Linked DNA regions of Mus musculus: regions 1, 2, 3 and 4 are each linked to region 5. A link is a contact called in public promoter capture Hi-C data. All regions are on one chromosome and are shown on one strand. The core of a region is the stretch at or near the end of the contact, and the rest is flanking DNA. Distances in the headings are between cores, read along the strand shown. Region 1 overlaps Prim2 (DNA primase, p58 subunit). Region 2 overlaps Prim2 (DNA primase, p58 subunit). Region 3 has its middle 22 kb from the start of Gm24901. Region 4 overlaps Prim2 (DNA primase, p58 subunit). Region 5 holds the start of Ptp4a1 (protein tyrosine phosphatase 4a1).

Region 1 (4,516 bases), core at 1,305-3,804, 2.6 Mb after region 5:
TCTTGTAAATATAAGTAGGCTAAATAAAAATGTAGAGAGAATGACTCGGAGCAAATAAAAGAGTCACAATCATTTATACTTTAATACCTGAGATCAAATAGTCAGGAGATGGTATAAATGTATAAATAGTTCTATTTGTTTGTTTATTTATTTATTTATAGACACACACATAGATATACATATGCACTGTGTGTGTAGTATAAATCTATAAATAGTATAAATGTGTAAACAAATAGTTTACATATTCTTATTGAATTAGCCAAGGATAGCCAAGTATTCAAGTTGACTTACAGAATTCAAGCAAATAAAAAGCAATGTTTAGACACTGAGGTAGTTTAGCACTGAAAAGTGTGCCAAGGCTTTGCCTTTGTTACCTGAGGTGGTTGAGCAGAGGCTGAAGTCGTTCATCGGACTGCACAGCAGGCAGCGACCTGGCCGTTAGCTGAAATCAGAGAAAAGGGTCAGGAGAGTGGTGGGCTGGAGGGGCGGGTAACATTGAAGACAAACAGGACAGCTGAGGGGACACTAAGGAGGGGAGGCAGCCAGGGAGGCCATGCACAAATATGAGAGAACGCTTTCTGCTTTAAATCAAGGACTTAATCATTAATTCATCAGGATTGAATAACTCCATGTTTCCAGCACAGGCTGAGGCAGGAGCACAGAGAAGCAAAACAAAAGTGAAAGCCAACTACGTTGTCTTGAGGACATAAATTAAGTTACTACACTTCAAATGATGAGAAAGGAATGTAAGAAAAGAGCCCAGACATCTGAGTTTGTGGACGAGCCTCTACTCACAAGCATGTTATCTCTGTATGGAAAATCTGAGAAAGCACTAAACATTAAGATGTATAAAAAGCTTTCCAGTTATGATACTAGGAAAATGATAGCATTAAGGAGAGGAACTTCCACTTATGGCTAAGTAATCAGGAAATCGGAATACACACCGACTCCTTCATAATTTCCATAATTTTCACAACCACATTACTGAAAGAAACCAAGAACATCTCCTAAGACTCAAAACAAACTAAATGTATTTAACTCTGAAATGTGACCTCAAATGAAGCCTGGAGACCAAACTGAAAGCCAAACCCTTGCAATAAATGCCATGCATCAAACCAACAGCAGACAGACCGGCTTCTTCTGTGTGTTCACAGCCATGTGAACTGCATTTTCCTCTGAGAACTTCCACTAGGAAGTCAAGACACTCATCCACCCGATGTAGTCTGAGAATGTGAAACAGACTCAAGACAACAAAACAAGTAAATCTCTCATTAAAAGAGGTCTTATATTCTACTAAAACAAAGTCAGAGGAAAAGTAACAGACTACAAGACATCCTTTGGTATTTATTATACACTGTATCCTCACACTGCTGATCTCAGGAAAGATTTCCCAAAATCAGAAAACAACTTACCAAACTGATGTTTATATTATATCAATAAAAATAGCGATACAATGTTTAAAATATTCTACTGTGGGTCTCAGGGTTGGGGCTGTAAGTTCGTGGCAGAACAGATCCAAAAACAAACAACAACATAATTTGATCAAATAATGACTAGCAAGCATTCCAGGTTTCACCTAAGTCAACACATGCACAAATTATGAATTTAAAATATAAGACTGTGACACAATAATATGCTGTAATTTTAGCAAAAGCAGGTCTTTAGGGTCTAGGAAAAATGCCAGCCTAGTGTGTCACCACCAGAAAGATTATCAAAGTCATCAGATTTTATAGGCAAACGTTCGGCCTATCCTATAATGTAGTTCTTAATGCCAAATCCCTCTGCAAAATATCACTTTCATTGTTAGCGATTCCATGTCTCAGAACCAAAGCTATTCTCTAAGCAGATTTAATTAACCTATCTAGATGGTTTAAAAGCCAGTTCTCTGAGAACAGAACAGACAAGCTGGACTTCTCCAAGCACTTGTCAGTTTCCACAGCTTCCTAATTAAGCATCTCTTCTAGATGGAAGCAGACACCTCTCTACCACAGCGCCACAAGACAGCTGCTCACTCCAAACGGGCAAATTCCTCAAGTCCTTCATCTCTGTCCATCCTCCGGCCCTTCTCCCTGAACTATTAACACATCTCCATTTTCTACCGGGCCTGCCTTCTGTTTTGCTTCCTTCCTAATTTATCCCTGACTAAAAGATTGAAGTTTTCAAATTAAGAGTTAATTTCTTCCCTAATTAAAATCAGCAAAGAATTCTCTTAGGCTCTCAGGTTAAAGTTATTACAATGACCTTACATCCAACATCTGCAAACTTTTCATTTTGGGGCCACACTAGTGAGGTACTCAACCGAGAGTGAGTGGCTGCCCCAGACCCAGCCAGCTACACAAGACAGAGCAGCAGAGTCCCTGGTAGAGAGCTGTCACAACTCCGCTTCCCAGGACAGAGTGACTTGGTTTTGAGTTCCTCTACCACCAACTTACTCTTCAGTTTACTGTAATGGTTGACAACAATCTGGTTGTCAACCTGACACATCAGGAGGAAGAGGGAACCTCAACAGAAGAATGGCTTCCATCCAACTGACCTGGGGGAGCATTTTCTTGATGGCTACTGTGGTTTGGTAAAAGGAAACAGAAGATGAGCCAGAGGGACCCAGGCAGTACACAGTCCTCCATGGCTTCTGCTTCAGTTTCTTTCCCTGGGCTACTGTTGAGTCCCTGCCCTGACTGACTGACTGTAAGTTGCTTTTGGCCATGGTGTTCATTGTATTAACAAAATGCAGACTTGGACAAAGATCTACCAAGGATGATTTCTGAACTGGAGATCTGAGTAGAATGTGCCTGAGGACTCTCCTCTGCATCTTGTAAAACAATTCGCATTTTCAAAAGTAGTGCATGGTTTGGGGTGAAGGAGGCATGGTGGGGAACCTATCCTCAAACTGCAGAAAGCGGCAGGGCCGTACACTGACTTCAAATGGCTAAGGCTGTCACTACGAGATCATCATCACAGATGCTCTCCGAATGCCTCCCTAAGCTACTGTATTGGTTCTCTGCTCCATTCTTCCCTGAGGCTGCCACCGCCCTAGCAATAATGATTAACAGACTCATAACAGATAGCCAGCTCAGAATGTGTGGCAAGAACTTGCAACTCACTCTATTAATTGATGAACAAAAAATTGTATGTCTGCATTTGATAGGTAAGTTTTCAAATTTCTGCTTTCACAAAAAAAAAATCTAAATCAAAACTAAATGACAGTTATCAGCCTTCTGAAAAGACAATAGACTATCATACCAAAGTGTTTATTAGTAGATATATAAAGTATTTTCTCTACAAGTTAAAATGAATAGTAATCAAAGAAAGAAATTTCATTTTCAAATTTGGGGGGTGTTTACCTTTTGAGGGTTTTTGTTTCTGTTTGTTTACATATAGAAAACACAAAAACTTGTTCTTTATGAATCCCAGGTTATGGTTACTTCAGGGGAACAGGCATACAAGTTAGCATAGCCTAGGCCTGAGACAGTATTGAGAAGACAGACCTAAAAATACATCTAGCACATTTGAATTAAGCAATACAAGTTTTGCAAGCTTAACTGATTTTCCTCCCCACTGGGTTTCCTGTGACAGGGCCTTGCTATATAGCCCTGAGTGGCTTAGAACTCATCATGTAGATCAGATCAGGTGGCCTCAAACTTTCAAACTTAAGGTGATCCTCATGGCGTTATTTCTAGAGTGCTGATAGTACAGGGATGAGCTATTACAACTGAACTCGGTGATGCCTAGATAAACTGTGTTTTGAAGACTGATACGGGGCTAGAGAGATGGCTCCACATTTAAAGGCACATACTGCTCACTCCTCAAAGAACATGAATTTGGTTCCTAGCACCTACAATGGGCAGCTCACAATCACCTGTAACTCCAGGTCCAAGGAGATCTGCTGCCCTCTTCTGGCCTCCTAGAGTACTGCAAAAAAGTGGTGCATATACTCACACATCGTCTTAAAAGTAATAAAAACAATTCTTAAAAGATTGATATCATTAAATAATCTTAAATTTTGAGATATATATAATGTTTGGGTACAAATAATGAGGATGGGGTCAGGAGACAGCTCAGGAAGCCAGGTTCTTTCCATTCAAGCATGAGGACTTAAGTTTGATTCTCAAAACCTCATAAAACGGTGCCAGGCATAGTAGTGTGCATTTATAATGAGACCTCTGGGGCAGCAGTGATAGGTGGCTGGTTCCCTGGAGCTCCATGGCTAGTCCACTTAGACTATCCAACAAGCTCAGAGTTAGTAAGAGACCAGGTCTCAAAAAAACCTAGGTAGGCAACACCCAACGAGTAACACTAAAGGAACACCAGCAAAGGCACAACACCCAGGCTGGCCTCTGGCTTCCACATACCCACATGTGCACACACAAAAATAAACACATCTTGCTAACTAACAAGCCCTCTTTAAATGGCTACCACGCAGATGTGAGGTGGAAGATTGTCTCCATAGTATCTATCTCCCACACCATTAGTCCTGACTCTGAAATACCTAAGACAAGTGAGGACGAGCTATTTCTCC
Region 2 (4,190 bases), core at 163-2,662, 2.7 Mb after region 5:
CACATACATGCAGTAAAAACACTCATACACATAAAAATACTTAAAAAAAATAAAACTTGATGATAGATAATAGTCATTTAATGCTACTGAGTTGGGTGGGGTTATGCATACCTGTGAGAAACGCAGAGGGTGACAGGGTGAGTACAGCCTGTGTCACATAGTAAGATCCTGTCCCAAAGGAGGGAGGGAGGGAGGGAGAGAGGGAGAGAGGAAGGGAGAGGGGGAGGGAGAGGGAGGGAGGGAGGGAGAAGGCAAGAAAGAAAATACTCTGATATTTTAAGAAAACATCTTTGAATAAATGTTCTAAATGTTACATGCCATATAATCAACATTATAAACTACATAAATCTATCTAAAGATATTCTGATACTTAAATTTTTTTCCGCGGGGTGGTTTACAATCTTAAAATCAGTATAAAACATTTTAATCAGTTTCTCCAAAAAATACCTCAATATTAAAAATATTTATTTTAATTATACGGTATAAAGTCAGTTTATAATACAATACTGGTTAAGATCTATTTTGTAGAGAAAAGAAGAAAAGTTGACAACTTAAATAATTTCATTCTTAAAATAATTAAACTGTATTTTTTTTTACTACAATGTCATATAAAATGAATAGAGAGGAAAACTATCAAATCATTTCGTGAGGATGGCACTAACTGGGCATCAACATCAGGCGGATATTATAGTACAACAAAACTCTAAACCAATATCCTTTGTGGCAAATGAATAAAACATTTAGCAACAAGTTTGACAGGGTAAATTTATGCCATGAATGCGAAATTGGTTTAATACTTTTAAATCAGTCTAATCAGTACATTAATAAATGAAATTTTGTTTAACCACATTGTCATTTCAATAAGTAAACAAATACCAAAGACAAAATTCAATATGCATACATAACCCGCCACCCAAGGCAACTCAGAAACTAGAAATAGCAGTTTTCTTAATTCTGAGGAAAAAAGATCTTGAAAAACAGGTAGCTAACACCATAATTAATACTGAAAGACCAAATAGATCCCAGTCCTACCATTAAGAACAGGAATAATCAGACCCACAGACTTAGCTCCCCACCCACAGCCCGCAAATTCTCTTGCACATAAGCTACATTTCCAGGTAAGTGTAGCTACCACCCCTCATCAGAGAAATCTCTCTTTATAGCAAACAGGGACAATGCAGAGTTCAACAGATTGTGGGGAGCCCAGGCCAACATAAGATCTACATCACAGCTCCTGCATCTATGGCTCAAGAAACATCATGGAAGAAGGAGTGGAAGACTGTAAGAGCTATATTACCAGGAAGTGCCTGTGAAATAGTCTCCTCTAGAAACTGCTGTACAAACAAGCCTCAAACAAGGGCCAAGTCAAGGGACACGTTAATATGAAAGAGGGGAAATGTCCCACCCTGAGACAAAGAACTACAGACAACAGATGACTGCCACAGATGGAGAATCAGCCTCTCCTGGGACAAGCCCTCTTACTGACTGTCCAATGCAGAGTGATCAGCCTTGAAATCATAGCTCTACAAACAATACACACACACACCCCAATAATAAAATAATAAGCAAAGAAAAGGGGGCTGTCACCTTGGGGTGGCTGGAGGGGGAAAGAGCAGAGGGAAAATGAGGCAATTCAATGTAATACAGGTAAGCTCCCATTTTAAAATACAGACACGGGGCCATATTTTATAGCCCTGTGAGCCCATAGAGATGGCTCCTGTGGTTAAGAACACTTTCTGCCCTTGCAAGGAACTGAGATCCAGTTTCTAGAACCCAAATGGCACCTCACTACCAGGGGATCCAAAACCCTCTTCTGGCCTCCTCAGCCACGAGATACACAGACACACATGCAGTCAAAATGCCCATTCATTCAAACATTTTAATCACTCAAATAAATAAATAAAAATAAAACGTAGAAAGGAAACAAAAACTCTGACGCTGTGAGTTTTAAGGGAAGTCAAGCTGTACTGTGCCCTCAGTCCCACCTCCCCAGGATGCTATAGTAGCAACTGCTCATAACTTTCCTTTTGTTTTGACTGTTACTTTGAATTTACAAATTACTGGGATACATTAGAAGAAATATTTTCTGAACCACTATAACTTTTAAAACGGCCAACCTAACCTCACAGGGTTATTTAAATAAGGGAAAAAGCTTCCAAGGAATTTTATTTCTGAGACACAAACCTTCAACTTGTATAATTCAGAAGCTAGATTCTGTACCCCCTACATTCATGCATGCAATTAAGCGGACAAGCAGTGAAGCTGAACACGCAGAATTACAGTCCTGGGCGTGAACAGTGCTCAGCTGATGAATGGAGCAGGAGGACTAACCAGCCCAGGGTAGGGACCCGGAGAGAAGTTAGAAGGGGAAGCAGCAGCCATTTTATCCTCCACTCCCCTGCCCTCCAAAGGAGACAAGGTCAAGATGCTCCTAGCATCTCAGAAAGAGCCTTGCCAAACTCAAGCCAAAGGTGACATCTTTGAAGCACTTAGTTGGAAAACCAAGCTCATCACTGTCTGCTGTCTCTGTACTTCCCAAACCCCTCTTTTTACACTGACCACAACATGCCGCTGCCCACCTCGCTCCCCAACTGCCCTGTTGGGATATCTAGTCATACTTGTCTCCGCAGTAGCCGTTCGCCTGACTCGGTGCATGCTTACCAGTGGGTACTGCCTTGATACTAAATGACCATCTTTTTGCTAGGAGCTAGGGGAAAGCCAAAAGCAGGGCATTTTCCTTGTATGCACAGGACGTTGGGTTCAAAAACATAAAATTACAGTTATGACAAAAATAAACAACAAACAGTTACAAAAGAAAGCCAAATAGTGCTTTTCAGTATTTTTTCTCTGGCACAGATTAGGCAATGAAATCCATGGAAGAATCTACTACACTGGCTGACCTACCTCTGTAAAACCAAGTTGGTTTAAATAACAGGGTTTCTCTCTATGCTAATTCTAATGCGCCAAATGTGCTGGCTTCTAGCTCCTCCTCTCTCTCATAAAGGATGAGTCAGAAAACTGAAACTCAAAGCCATACAGGTACATAATCATTTTTCAATGTCCAGTCACTGTTAAAAATTATACCCTAATGCTTAATTACTCCTGTAACACTTCATATTACTAGCTCCCCCTGTGCAAAAACTTTCCAACTGAAAAACCGACAGGTGATAGGGCTCTCTCTGTAGTGGCTGAGTAAATTTTTGTTCTCTGAGAGCAGAACTGTCAAAGAACCGGATGTACAAGACCCTCACAACACCATTTTAGTCGTCAGCTGTTTCCTAGCAACTGGATTTGCTACCATTTTCTCCTCACAAGTATGCAACAGGCTGTGAGGTTCCAGTGAGGAGGAGGCTGTGAGGTCCCAGTGGGTGAGGAGGAGGAGACTGTGAGGTTCCAGTGAGGAGGAGACTGTGAGGTCCCAGTGAGAAGGAGGAGGCTGTGAGGTCCTAGTGAGGAGGAGGAGGAGGAGCCTGTGAGGTCCCAGTGAAGAGGAGGAGGAGCCTGTGAGGTCCTAGTGAGGAGGAGTCTTGCGCGCGCTTGGGAGAGCTTGATTGTAGAGGCGAAAAGACCTCGAGCCCAGAACTGGTGCTGCTTTTATAGGCCTAGGAGGGGGCGTGTCTCACACCTTGATTGGTTATGCACTAAGCCTCATTTGCATGTTCCTCATCTGATTGGCTACTCTCTCTCAGTACCTTACAGAACCTCATTATCATACCTCATTTGCATGTCTCACATCTGATTGGTTATACTCTCAGTACCTTACAGAACCTCATTATCATGCCTGGGCCAGGCAGTGTCTTTGCAAAAAACTTTACTGCATATGTACACATTGGTTGTTTGTCCAATCTTATGCGTGGTGGCCAGCAGTAGTCAGTGCCACTCAGCAACGGCACATGTGGCTTCCCACAGAGGAGGAGGAGCCTGTGAGGTCCCAGTGAGGAGGAGGCTGTGAGGTCCTAGTTAGGAGGAGGAGGAGGAGCCTGTGAGGTCCTAGTGAGGAGGAGGAGGCTGTGAGGTCCTAGTGAGGAGGAGGAGCCTGTGAGGTCCCAGTGAGAAGGAGGAGGCTGTGAGGTCCCAGTGAGGAGGAGGAGGCTGTGAGGTCCCAGTGAGGAGGAGGAGGAGGAGGCTGTGAGGTTCCAGTGAGAAGGAGGAGGAGCCTGTGAGGTCCCAGTGAGGAGGAGGAGGCTGTG
Region 3 (4,362 bases), core at 1,327-3,826, 2.3 Mb after region 5:
CAGGTTTTTAGGAGCTTCTAGAGTAACTAACCAGTCATCAAATGATTAAAATAACCTTTAGGAAAAACTCTATAATTTCTAGGGATAGGATACTCACAGGCTTTTCAAGCAATCTTCTTATTACCAAAGTGTCGCTAGAATTTTTCCTTTCTGTAGCGGTAAAGCATCTCCATGTGACTTCTAGTCTGACTTCTCTTAGTAACACATAATGAGGCCACGTGGGCTAAATCTCATCTGCCTTCCACAGGAGAGTTCAAATAGCTTTATCATTCCCTCTCAGCCTCCAGTTGTATTTTCATGCAGGCATCTTTAATAGATCTCAATCAGGTTGATAGAATAGGTGCTTTCCAGCAAGTATCTATCTTAACCCCTCAAGATTAACCATGAAGAAGTATCAGAATGCAATAAATTTATTAGTCAAGGGGAAAACATGCAATTTCTAAGCTATACAATCTTTATTCTGAATTTATATAGTTTTAAAACCATATCAAGCAATAAATTCTTTAACAGAAAGAAAATGCATCACTAACACACACACACATACACACACAGTATGTATACACTTTGACACCACATAAAACCATGAATGAAAATAAAAATGCATGATAGTGGTAGTGTTATATATGTTGATTCTAGCATAAATACCATCTCACACAGAAGATTAAAACTAAACTTTGGGAAAAGTGAGGAAATGGGATAAATCTATCTTCAAGAAGGATGATAACTTCTAAACAGTAGACTCTGAAGGGCTAAGCTCTCACACTGCAGTGCCTTCTGGTCCTTCGTTCCTAGATGTGTGCCTATAGGCATAGTGTATTTTGTTCTGTTCACCATGGTACAGGCAGGTCCCAACTCTGAAGAGTACCTCGTGGTTGCAGCAACGAGACAGCCAACTGTACAAGTCAACAGAGTGTCACTTGCTTGCCGTTGCCCGTAGCTAATGATGACTGGATGGAACCCAAACAACTCCTTGGCTGTTACAGTTTTAGAACCTTCAACCTTCTCCTGCTAAATGATCCTTTCCTCTCAGGGGCATGCGCCCATGCGGTCAATCCTAGGAATGAAGAACCAGGGTTTCACCTACAGATTTATACTGCCCACGTGGCACCATATGAAAAGGAAGTACCTGTGAAAGGCCAAGCAGTTGAGCTATTGACTTGTCCTCCCAAGCAGCTGGGGCATCCATGCCTGAAATAGTCGGCGAGTCACAGTCACCTCACAGTTTATAAGCAGCTAGCCTCTCCCCTTTGACAGTTTAATCCTGGGCATAAAGGCCTTTTTCTCTGTGAATTCCAGTCTCTTATAGGTTGCCCTGCTACTTTAACTGTGACCTTGAAGCTTTTATTCTGTCCATTTCACATGCAATTGCATCCTTTCACTTCAGCGCAATCCACAGGCTCTGGCATTCTGGTCCTATCCAATGTCACTGCCTTGCTGGCCCAGCATCATGGGATTGTGATAAGCTTGACATGAAAGCTTATGGAAGGTCTCTGCTTCTATGCCATGTTACCAAAAGACCGTTAGATGTGAAATAAAGCAAGCTGGTGTGGTGATAATCTCTTCCCTAAATCCAAAAGAATGTTGACTACTAAAAGGTCTTAATGTCACACCCTCGCAATAAATCCAGAAACACTGCTTTGTCGACCTTTGTATCCCTTGAAGGCTGAGTTCTCTTATCTGCTATAAAATTTCTGTGAGAAAATCTCTTCTTGGATACACCTGTAGAAATCAAACATTTAGGTGTAATGTCAAGCCTTAGAGGGCAATATGAAATAATCTTTTCATTTCTTTTAATATGTTCCTTATACTCTTCTTGTTTTGTTCAGGAAGAGAAACTAAGCACAGAACCTTCCAGATGAACTGCAAGAGTAACCAAAGTAAAGAATATGAATCTTGATGCATACAAAGCCAAAAACAAGCTCACCAAGAAGTAAGAATGGAGACTTACTCTCTACAGCAGAGAGTAGAGCGTGGAAGTTATCTCCCAAAGCATTCTTCAATGTGTGCTGCCTATTGTTCCAGAAGGAAAGATGGCAGGCACATTTGGGGGCATGCTTAGCTCAAGGTTATGGAACACGCATTCAAAAGTTAAAAACGAAAGACAGGAATGTCTCTGGGCTTGCCCAGTTTTCTGCAAAAAGTTTAAGCAGAAACAAAAGGAAAGGACCCTTGATGGTGTGTTAATAAGGGCTTCCACCTAAAGGAATCTGCTTCAGTTGGCAGCTAACACAGAAGCATCAGAATGAAGTGTGGAATCCAAAGCCTTGAGTCAAGCTGACACAGATACATGGGACAAATTAGATGGCTCTAGCCAGAAACATCAGGATCAAAAGGCAAAGAAACCATTGGAGATCAGCATGTTGGTCCACTATAATGCAGAAAACAGGTTTGCAAAGCCGTTGTTCACTGGCCACCAAAAAATCACAATATTCAGAGCCCGGTGTCAGAGAAACCAAAGCCTCTTCCATTGGCTTAGAGCCTGAACAGAAGAGTAAAATCAGCCAGGGAGTCTGGTCATTATTGGTACAGCTTACCAGGGAGGCAAGCCATACAGAGTTCTTAGGGCCAGTGTCTATGTAGCAATCATATTTCTCAATTTAATGTCAATAGGCATTCTGCTGAAATTGATTCTTTGTACATGAATACAACTGGTGAATCTGCATTTCTAGCAGTGCCCCTGGGCCATGCTGCTGAAGCAGGTCTACAGACTACCCATAAGTAACATCTTGGTGCTCTTCTCATTGGTCTATTCATCTCATTTGCATTAGAGATACTAGCATCATCCCTTTTTTCCCTCTCCAGAGCATGAAAAACCTTTAAATGGGATCAAATCTTCACATTTAATCAATGATGGAGCAGGATCTGCATCTGGGCACTCTAAGCAACAATTTACTGAGTCAGACAACTCTTCCTCAGCTATGTGATCCATACTACTCCTCGGCCTTAGGTGGTAACCAGAGCTAAGCCACATTTGAATGACCTGGTAAAGTCATGTCCTTGTCACCACCAATAACTTAATGTTCAGCCTTACCCAACAGCAAGAGAAGGTGACTGCTAATATTTACTCTGTTGAGTAAAAACCACATGATCTACTGTGTGCTGGCTAAAGGTTGGTGTGTGCCTGAACCAACTTTCACTCTCATTTATTCATTGTGTCATTTCCTTCCTGAATCCATCCCCTAGCAGTGAAAATAGCAGATTAGCACAATGAACAGTGGATGTGGATTTGCTTTTATTATTTTTCCATAAGAGAACAGGGCTCAGCTTCCCCTGCCAGACTGTCTTAGCAGCCTCTTTTGTACAGTTTTGCCTGCTTTTGTCAAGCAGAAAGACACTGGCATCTCCCATGGATTAGAATAAGTGTAAAAACCCTGATTTGAAAGGGTCTCTGGGTCTGCTGCCTGGCTACTCCAAGCACCCGAGGATTTGAATTCTAATGCATTACAGCAGACTGCAGTTGGAGGCAGGGAGGGATTGGGGTGCCAAGAGGGTTGCCTGATGGAAAGGCTGCCGACAGCCTTCGCAATGGTCACAGCCCAACCTTTAATAGCAGTTTAGCAATGGGCCTCTCTGAAATAGCAACCATCAATAGGGAGGTTTGGCATGCTTTGTGCACTCCCAAATGAACACATTCTCATCTAAGCCAAGCACACGCATAAAGACAGGGACAGAGAACCAGAGACATGCTTGCTAGCACGCTACCCTGGAGAAGAAGAGCAAGAAATGAATAAAAGTATTCCTTTATAAACAGAGAAAAACACAATGCCCTACCTCGTGAGACTGCTTCTCCTCTTTAATATTTATTGGATTTATTGCTGATAAATCTCTGTCTTGGGCCCAAAGTCTTGCATGCAGAGTAGGTAGGAAGTTTAAGGGTGGACAGTGGTCTGTGACTTTAGCCAGTGGCAACCACATGCAAATGATTTGTCAGTGATTTGCCTTGCCCTGTGATGCTGTGAACTGCATGAGAACGATAGCAATTTCCCTACAGTAATACATATTTAAAGACACATGTGTCTTTTGCAGCAAATTGAACTACTGTGTGTATATTAACTCACCCATGAAGCCTTCTACTGCAAAGCTTATAAGTTTTGATTGTTTCCAAATGTTAAAAGGACGTGGATTTTTAACTTATGATAATTGATTGTTTTAGCATAAACAAATGCAAATAAATTTTGGGATGATACAAACATATTCCAATTAACTGAGTGTGAAATGCAGTAAGGCCTTTACATGGTTTCTGTGATAGCTAATCTTGGGTGTCAACTTGACTAAGTCTAAAAGCAACTAAAAGGCAAAGTATTTTCCTGGCAGATTATTTGAAGCGGTTGGACAAGCCCTAAATGTGAACCACACATTCTG
Region 4 (4,347 bases), core at 224-2,723, 2.6 Mb after region 5:
ATCAAGCTGTTTTGTTCTCTGTCTCTATTTTGGTGCTGAGGATCAAGCCCAGAGCCCCATCAGGCTGTTTCCAGCATGGCTAGTCTACATAAATAAGGTTTAAAAGGGGGGTTAGAAGGAATGGGGTAATCCAAGCAAAAGACTAGTGTCCCAGGCAAAGGACAGCAAAGGAGGAGGCAGGAACTTCCAGCTCCTCCTGTCTTCCTCTGCTGCCTCTGACAGAAATCTATTTGCCATCAAGAGTTTCTGTGCCCTCCGCTACCTGGCCACAGTAAGAGTAACCAGCAAAATATGGGAAATGTCAAATATGATGATTCTCATATGCCAGTGTGCTTAACCTCCCCTAAGGCCCACAGGTGACTTTTTACACAGAATGGAGGACCCTGAAATCTGTTCCAATGAAAACCACACCATGTTTTCAGAAAGCAAGGCTGGTCAAAGAGAACAGTTAGAAAGGTACAATGGAAGGGAAAACTTAAAAGAAACACCTGCTTTGATTACTTTTACTCAACAATTATAACTGACTGCACTAGATGGGCTCAGGAAAGCAGCCTCCTTGACTGCATAGCTCATTACCTGCACCGTTGGTCACTGCCACAGAAAGAACTAGACTGGGGAAGAAAGTCTCATGAGTTTTCTTGAGACTTCATCCAAGTAAAGAGCTTTCAAAATACAGAAGAGTTGCCCTTGGTTTGAGTACCTTCAGTAACATTATATAAGAAAGCTGCACTGGTAACAATATATGCCATGGTAAACTTCACTAACTTCTATGGGCATGGATCAAGCCCACAATACTATGAATCCAGGCTTATTCTTCCAGCTCAGAAAGCCATGGCCTTGAGAAGTGTGACTAATCCACACACAATATTAAGTAGAAAAGGCGGGAGCCAACACCAAGCCTCTCCTGGGATAACATACAGTGAACTCAGCCAAGCATTAAATAAAATTTAAACTGATTTTTGTATTATAGAACAAGAACAAAGTAACCTCCTATAGAGTCTGAAACAAATTGAATAAAATATAAAAAAGAAGGGGTGGGGTATAACTCAGTGGTTACAAAGTTGCTGAGCACGCTCAAGGCCCTGGGTCCTAGGACAGAGGAAGAGAAAAAAGATGGGTTAGAAAGTCTTAGCAGAAAGAATGCTGGCTCGGAAGAAAGAGGAGGGATAAGACAGGAAGTCTCCATCACAGCAACTGGTCCACCACGCAAGCATCACTTCTAAGACAGATCATCGAGTGCATCTCTAAGGATGGCCTAGATCATCCCACAAGTGAATTAAACTTTCTTTAAGGTCATGCTGCAGTCTGAACACTGAACACTGAAGCAGCCATGTGTTACTACTTAGTGTTTAGAAGCAGTTCTTACACCAGGTGGGAAATGGTTTCCTCATGCAGCCCCAGAGAGAAGGAGATGCTTCTCTGAGTGTGCTCTCACCACAGGCAGATTGGGAGGCCCTAAGAACAGTGACTTGAACTTGCAGGCTTCTGCATGGATGCTTGCAAAGTGTAAACAAAAGGCTAGGGACTAGCTCAGGGAGGGCACTTGCTTACCTCGGGCTAAGTAAGCTCTGGGTTTCCTCACTTAAATGAGACTGAAGGGGATGGGGAGTTGGGGGAGAAAGAGACAAATAGAGATGGAAACAGACACAAACACAGGGAAAGAGAGAGAAAGAGACAGACAGAAAGACACACACACAGGGCAAGGGGTGGAATATGAATGTTTGAACTTGTTCTATATGTATGTTTGCTTTTTAAGATTCTCCTTTAAAGTGTCATCTATAAGCCCACAGGTGCCTATGAGTGAGTGTAAAAAAGTACCAGCTAGGACATACTATTTTTAAACATGCAAAGTAGACTCACTCTAAGACCTTTAACAGCCTACTTGCAGGAGCCCTTCCTCTCAAAGAACCTCCGTTCCCAGGGGGCTCAGCCTAGCTCTTCCCCACCAACCTTCTTAGCCTTCTTTCTTCCTCCATTCCTTTCTGTCAGCCCCTGATCCCCTAGAAATACTTTCTACCCAGAAGCCCTACACTGGGCTAGCCTCAAACCATCGCCATTCCTTGTGTCAGCCAACAATCAATAGGAACATTGTAGCCAGGGCTCCCCAGGGGCTGGGACACAGTCTTCTCTTCTAGGCCATATCCACTCCCACAGAAGCACCCTTCAACTGGGACACCACAGCCACCAACTTGCCTAGGATCCAAGGTGAGCAACAGCAACCAAAGAATGAAACATCCACCCAACAGAGACAAGGCCAGACATCTACACCAAAAACACCTTATACATCCTAACTCCAGATGCCTGGTTCCCAGCACAAAACCACAAACATGAACTGCCAGAACGGTGTGCCTCTTCCGAAAGCCATCAACTGTGCTGGAGTAGGCCCTGAGAATGGAATGTAGCAGAAGCACAAGACAAAGACTTCAAAATAGCAATTATGAATATGCTCAAGGAAGCTCATGAAAACACTAAGAGTTTAATAAAATAATGAAGACATTTCAAGACATAAAAATTAGAACTTATAAAGAAATAGTATCACTAAGGAAAGCCCAAATGGAAATAAGATTGAAAATCAAAAATTTAGGATGTCAAACAAAAACCTCAGAGGCAAGCTTCACAAACAGATTATAAAACATGAAAAAGAGAATCTCAGAAACTGAAGATGGTGTACAAAAAAATGGATGCCTCAGTCATAAAATGTTAAATCTTTTAAAAAATAAAAAAATCCAGGCACAAAACATGTAGGAAATCCATGAGACCATGAGAATACCAAGTCCATGAATAATAGGGACAGAAGGAGAGATCCAGGTCAAAGGAACAGAAGGGAAAAAAAAAAGAAAATATATATATACATATGTATGTGTGTATATATTAATAAATAATTTAAGATTTATTTATGTATGAGTGCTCTATCTGCATGTGTTCCTGCATGCCAGAAGAGGGCACCAGATCTCATTACAGATGGCTGTGAGCCACCAAGTGGTTGCTAGGGATTGAACTCAGGACCTCAACAGACAGTGCTTTTAAATGCTGAGCCATTTCTCAAATGCCCACAGAAAATATTTTTAAGAAAATCAGAAGAAAAAAATTCCCCGACCTAAAGAAGGAGCTGTCTGTCAAGGTAAAAACAGCATATAGAACTCCAAATAGACCAGGCCCAAAAAAAAAAAAAAAAAAAAAAATTCCTCAAGACACATAATAATCAAAAAACTAAATGAAAAGTATAAACAAAGCATCTCTAAGCTCCAAGGGAAGAAGATGAAGTCACATAGAAAGGAAGGAAGGCCATTAGAATAGCGCCTGACTTCTCAAGATCTGGAAGGCCAGAAGGGACTGGGCATACCAAATACTCTGAGAGACCACAAATGACAGATCCAACCAATACCCAGCAAAACTATCAATCAAAATCCAGAGAGGAGGGGGAACAACTTCCATGATAAAACCAAATTTAAGCTATTTTTATCTACTAGTCCACCTCTGCAGAAAGTTCTAGAAGGAAAACTTTAGTGAAGAGATTAATTGCACACCAAGAGGACACAAGGAATAAATAACCCCAGAATAGTAAATCAAAAGAAGGGAATGAAAAACCCACACCATACAACACAGTAATGATAACCAGTAAACACTGTTCATTGATAACTCTCAATATTAGTTGTCTCAATTTCCCAATTTAAAAAACACAGACCAACAGCCTGGATTAAAAAGGTATGATCCATCATTCTGCTGCATCCAAGAAACACAGCTCGACATGAAGAACAGGCATTTCCTCAGGATACAGGATAAAAAAGGGTATTCCAAACAAACGGACTCAAGAAGCAAGCAGGTGCAGCCATGTTACTATCTGACAAAATAGGCTTCAAACCAAATTACCAAAACTGATCAGAAAAGATAGGGAAGGACACTCCATGCTCAAGGAAAAACCCACCAAGAGAAGATTGGAAGTCTGTACATCTGCAACAATCACAAAATCACCCAGGCTCACAAAGTGAGAGTGGGCGCTTCAATATCCGTTTTTTTACTTCAATATATGGCAATGCTCTTGCCATACAAAGGTCATCTAGACAGAAAATAAACAGTTAAATGATGTCATAAATCAAAGGATCTAATAGATATTTACAACAGACTCTCAGCTTCCCTGTGAGGCTTCACAGGCCAGGCCTCCATTGTAACATTACTCTCAACATTCTCAACTTCCAAGTTCCCACAGATTAAGCTCTGAAAACTCAATGGCTTCTCCAACCAAAGTTCTAAAGTCTTCTCAGAGCTATATAGCAATTCCCCCTCTGCCTGGTACCAACGTCTACGATAGGTCGTGTCTCTATTCTATGATGAAACTATGACCAGAAG
Region 5 (4,260 bases), core at 1,669-4,168:
AAAGTGAAGCTCTCAACAATCAAGAACTCAGAGTCACAGCTACATAGGAATTCCACTTACACATCTAGACACATGGATTTAATTAATTAGTCCGTCTCTCTTTACACTTTTATTCTGGCCCGAATTGTGTCTTCTATACTGCCTTAGCCTGCTGTTCATAGACACTACTCTAGACGCCATGTGGTCTGACGCTTGCAGAATTCACAGACAGTGATTTCAACTGCCCACTAGTTCTGATTTCATATTTTATGTTATTAAGCTACTGGGTTCAAAGTAAGGAGTATGGCTTTTCTTCCAAACAAAACAAAACAAAACAAAAACACTTTTAATGCAATTACCCCTTTACATTTTAGTCTCTAAAGTTTAAATTTGGGGGCCTGCCTTTTTGTATTTTGTAGCAGCTCCTTTACATTTAAGAATAGTGTAAGCACAGTTATAGCTTTAGGTAAAGCTTCTCAGTCTGCAATTGGCACTGTCACTAACCTCTGGAGTGAAGTGTGTGGGAGGGAGGGTGGGTTCCATCCCAATCGATCAGACTTAAACAAGACGCTAGGACTCATCAGTAGGGAGGCTGCCTAGAATGCCAGGCCATCTTGTTTCTATAAACCACATTGCACTGCAGGATAATTCTCTAAGTGAAACTGTAAGCAATCTCCTTCTTAAAAGATCCTAAGAATTTTTATGCCATCTCTTTGGATCAGATTGGCTCTTATAAATACGGACTTATGGACTTACTTAGATCTTCAAACATATCCTACTTAAGACAAGTTCAAATAAAATATACACAATATTATCTTTTTGCTATTTTAAAACTCCAATTCCACTTCTCTGCTGCAAAGCTAAAATCCAATTCAAATATGAAAAGAGGAAATCAAGACTTTCTAATGGTCTCAAACAATGTAACCATAACTATGATCATTGACAGATACATTTCCATAAGTTCCTCCTTAAAAAAGCTAAAGCAGATTGGTGCCAGCACCAACTAGTATATTCATAGTCATACGATACTTTTTCAGAGTCTATGCATAAAAGCCTTTCAGATAAACCCAATAGAAGTAAAATGGGAATTAACAAAACCCTTTAAGGTCTATCTACTCTAGGCAGTTTGTGGTGGAAAGAAAAGCAGTTGCACTTAGTAACAAGAACACTCAATGACAACCGTTGTCCTTCAGAGCAAACTACTCAAGTAAAATCTTGAAACAAAAAAACAAACAAACAAACAAAAAAATCAGTCAAAAATTCCCTGACTATTTTTATAGTGAAACAAAGGAACTAATCCCCCAAACTCTTATTTACTAGGAGGTACCACAAGCAAGACAACTTATTCCCGACACGTGCCCTCACAAAGTACATCTATTCAGTGCGTTAAAAAACCCAGTGTAAATTACCAGTAAAGATTAATACTTCAGAGAGCAGACTCCCTCCAATAATCTCAAAAATATTATTTATTTATATATATACATATATATATAAATACATACATATGTATATATATTGCATATATAAAAATCTTTTGCCCGTGTATATAAAATGGTCCTAAATTTTTTTCTTCCTTGTTTTTGTTAATTTGGCACTTTATTGAACATTCATACACAGGTCCGATATAGCTTTTAAAGAGTTCCATTAGGAAGCTGGAGGGCAGCAAGAAAAAAATTTTCCTGAACTGCTTTGAAATGAGTGGAGCCACCCAGTGGCTGGAGGACACTTCTGTTAAAACAGTGGAGACCACCGAAATCCTTCTTAATAATATCCTCCCACTCCCTCACAGGCAAAACCTCAACATGATAGGCAGCCAAGATACACGACGAGATCGTCCCATTTTAATTGCATGCACCATAAGCAAAAAAAAAAAAAAAAAAAAAAAAGGATCATTTGTGTGTGTGTATGTGTGTAGCATTAGCTTCAGTCTGTCAGACTCTAGAATCAAACCAGTCTGTGGGATCATCTGCTTTATCCAATTCTGTTCCAAATACACTCAGGTTTCAGGTAACGCGCCCAATCTAGCGCGTGTGCAAGCGCTGTTTCCTTCCGGGAACAGATCGCGATTTTCTGGTTTTCCAACCGTTTTAGCCGGCACGAAGCAAACAGCAAAATAATAATAATAATTAAAAAAAGCAAGCCAGGATAGGATTCATGACCCCTAAGCTCCGGAATCCAGACCTCTGGTCACCGCACAGACCGTTCCGACACCGTGGAAATTTCAGCTCGCCAGCGGTGGAATGGTGCAGGGCTGCTCGCTCAACAGGAGCCGCGCAGTTCTGCCCAGCAGCTCCTGTTGCTCCAGCCCAAGAGCGGACCGCCCCACGCGCAGCCCGCCTCGGGGCCGAGTCAGAGTCCCCCTCCGCCGACCGGGTCGCCACTACCGAAGCCCGGCGGCGATCGGCAAGCCCGGGCTTGAGCGGCGCGCACAGTCGCGAGGTCCGCAATCACGGGTTCACGGTGGCGAGCGCGGGCGGCCACCGAGGCCATCTTGGGAGGCCCCGGGCGCCCGGTCCCGGTCCCCCCGCAGCCCCGCCCCGCCCCGGCCACGTCCACGACGCCCGCGCGGCTTCTCGGAACAAAGGCCGCAGGGTGGCACGCGCACAAAGCCGCTGGGCTGCCCTGCCGGTCGCTCCGGGTCCGGGCCCCGCCGCCGGCGTTTCGGTCGCCCGGCCACCCTCCTTTCCCTCCTCGGTCGCTCGCTCTAACAAAGGCCGGGCCCGCGGTACTCACAGGAATATGTCTACTCATTGAAGATTGTGGCCTAATCATACAGCCGGTCCCGAGGCGGCGCAGGCGGCGGCGGCAGGGCAGGCGGCGGTGGGCGTCGCGGGGCGGCGGCGGGGATGCAGGCGGCGGGGGCACCAGACGACCATGCAGTGAGCTGCCCGAGGAGCGTCGCCGAGCCGGCCGCAGCCCAGAGCCAATGCGCGCGCCCAGGCGCCCCTGCGTCACAAGTCCGCCCCTTTATAGCCGGCGCGACGTGCGCACAGGCGGCAGCCAATCACGGCGCGGGACGCCTGCGGCTCGAGGCGGGGCCCGGGACGCAGACGTCACTCGGGGCAGCCGCCACCGGTGCGAACCGGTTGATGAATGGCGCGGTGTGCTGGCTGGTCCTCGCCACCAAACGCTCCGGTCGCTAGAGCCGCGAGTTCGCCTCAACTTGGAACGCCTCTCCGGCGGGCGGAACCCTGTAGCCCGAGGCCATAGCTCTGTCGCGCTGGCCAACGGTTTACCTTGGCCCTTGCGCCCGGGGATCTCCGTCATCACTCCATATTGATGTCGCATGACCGCTGGGCGGCTGACTCACCGCTCCAGAGCCCGGCCCTAGTCTGGGACTAGGGATTCTCGTCACCACGGGCACTTCCACGTGTGGGAAGGCTCTCCGCAGAGATTAGCCGGTGGAACCCAGGAAATGTCCCTATTTTTTTTTTTTTTTTTCTTTCGAGGCACGTGAAGCCTAGTTGCTTCCTAGCCTTTCTTCTTCTCCCCCCACCCCCTTTCTTTTTAGGTTACACCCCTAAACTGCTGATTCTGGCAACTGCAGTTGGCTCGTTTGTGGCATTTCGAAATCACATGCATCCTTTGTACTGCTGCTCATTCTCAGATAATGAAAGGTTAGCTTTTGCTAAGGGGAAGCTTTTTTTTTTTCTTTTTCTTTTTAAATTAAGAATCTTCGGCTTTATCAAGGGCTGATGTAAGTTTTTGCGTCAAAAGCTAAGCTTTCCCCTTTTGTTGATCTTCAGTCCTGTTCCAGTGTCCTTTTAATCTAGGCTTCTAAGTGAAGCCTGAGTGCAGCTGTTTCTGATCATACAAGGGCAGCTTTTATCTGAAAACCCTTTCTGCTCGCTTGTCTAGGACAGGTAAACAGGACCTTTACCTGCTTTGGAGAACTCAGCTTTCCAATAACACTGAGGCCTTTTGTTCCCTGTTTTTCTGCACATTAGGCCGGAGAAATCATAAGTTGTGCTCTCTCTTATTGTGTACCGAATTTTGTGATTTATTAGCACTTCTATTTAGAGACTTCCTTGCATAGTTACTTAAATGTCTTATAAACATGCAATCTGTAAGCAACGTAAGTACATTAAAAAAAGGGGGGGGCAGACCTTTAATAACAGCAACAACAACAACAAAAAGCAACTCATCGTCATTAAAAATTGCTTGGCCAGGGATCCATTTAAAGTCAAGAACTTGAAGCATAGATCCCTTCACAAATAGAGGTAAAGTGAGGTAACAATTAAATTATGTAAGTCCTAAGAAAATGCAGGGAGATTAAAAGAA

Evidence for each region. Promoter capture Hi-C pulls out the DNA fragments that hold promoters and counts their contacts.
Region 1: a contact with region 5 is called in a promoter capture Hi-C map of the HPC-7 cell line, with 11 times the contacts expected there. The contact joins the enhancer-like site here to the promoter of Ptp4a1 in region 5. A contact is called at or near these places in 8 of 39 promoter capture datasets (the C10 cell line, the HPC-7 cell line, cranial neural crest and 5 more) and 1 of 115 datasets of contacts at active chromatin or transcription factors (embryonic forebrain).
Region 2: a contact with region 5 is called in a promoter capture Hi-C map of pre-B cells. The contact joins the enhancer-like site here to the promoter of Ptp4a1 in region 5. A contact is called at or near these places in 8 of 39 promoter capture datasets (the 3T3-L1 cell line, the C10 cell line, the HPC-7 cell line and 5 more) and 4 of 115 datasets of contacts at active chromatin or transcription factors (astrocytes, embryonic stem cells, epiblast stem cells and 1 more).
Region 3: a promoter capture Hi-C map of liver shows a contact between it and region 5, with 4 times the contacts expected there. The contact joins the enhancer-like site here to the promoter of Ptp4a1 in region 5. A contact is called at or near these places in 5 of 39 promoter capture datasets (cranial neural crest, hippocampal neurons, liver and 1 more) and 1 of 115 datasets of contacts at active chromatin or transcription factors (astrocytes).
Region 4: a promoter capture Hi-C map of pre-B cells shows a contact between it and region 5. The contact joins the enhancer-like site here to the promoter of Ptp4a1 in region 5. A contact is called at or near these places in 8 of 39 promoter capture datasets (the 3T3-L1 cell line, the C10 cell line, cranial neural crest and 5 more), 1 of 115 datasets of contacts at active chromatin or transcription factors (embryonic stem cells) and 1 of 9 other capture datasets (liver).

What each region holds. Positions count from the first base shown.
Region 1 is chr1:33,532,922-33,537,437 of GRCm38.p6, forward strand. It overlaps Prim2 (DNA primase, p58 subunit), which reads right to left. Exons shown (of 14, transcript NM_008922.2): 8 at 375-442. Among named protein-coding and RNA genes, the nearest start is that of Gm23453, 110 kb to the left of the region's middle. Within about 2 kb of position 2,555, at least 13 of the 459 cell types and tissues checked have an H3K27ac peak or open chromatin away from gene starts, as enhancers often do. A contact at or near this core is called in the HPC-7 cell line, where this site is marked.
Region 2 is chr1:33,613,374-33,617,563 of GRCm38.p6, forward strand. All of the region lies in intron 7 of Prim2 (DNA primase, p58 subunit), which reads right to left. Among named protein-coding and RNA genes, the nearest start is that of Prim2, 54 kb to the right of the region's middle. Within about 2 kb of position 1,413, at least 4 of the 459 cell types and tissues checked have an H3K27ac peak or open chromatin away from gene starts, as enhancers often do.
Region 3 is chr1:33,211,500-33,215,861 of GRCm38.p6, forward strand. No RefSeq gene overlaps it. Among named protein-coding and RNA genes, the nearest start is that of Gm24901, 22 kb to the left of the region's middle. Within about 2 kb of position 2,577, at least 18 of the 459 cell types and tissues checked have an H3K27ac peak or open chromatin away from gene starts, as enhancers often do. A contact at or near this core is called in liver, where this site is marked.
Region 4 is chr1:33,594,283-33,598,629 of GRCm38.p6, forward strand. All of the region lies in intron 7 of Prim2 (DNA primase, p58 subunit), which reads right to left. Among named protein-coding and RNA genes, the nearest start is that of Prim2, 73 kb to the right of the region's middle. Within about 2 kb of position 1,474, at least 36 of the 459 cell types and tissues checked have an H3K27ac peak or open chromatin away from gene starts, as enhancers often do. A contact at or near this core is called in pre-B cells and second pharyngeal arch cranial neural crest, where this site is marked.
Region 5 is chr1:30,946,837-30,951,096 of GRCm38.p6, forward strand. Ptp4a1 (protein tyrosine phosphatase 4a1) reads right to left here and starts at 2,919. Exons shown (of 6, transcript NM_011200.2): 1 at 2,713-2,919. LOC115487084 (a long non-coding RNA gene) reads left to right here and starts at 3,035. Exons shown (of 1, transcript NR_164183.1): 1 at 3,035-4,260.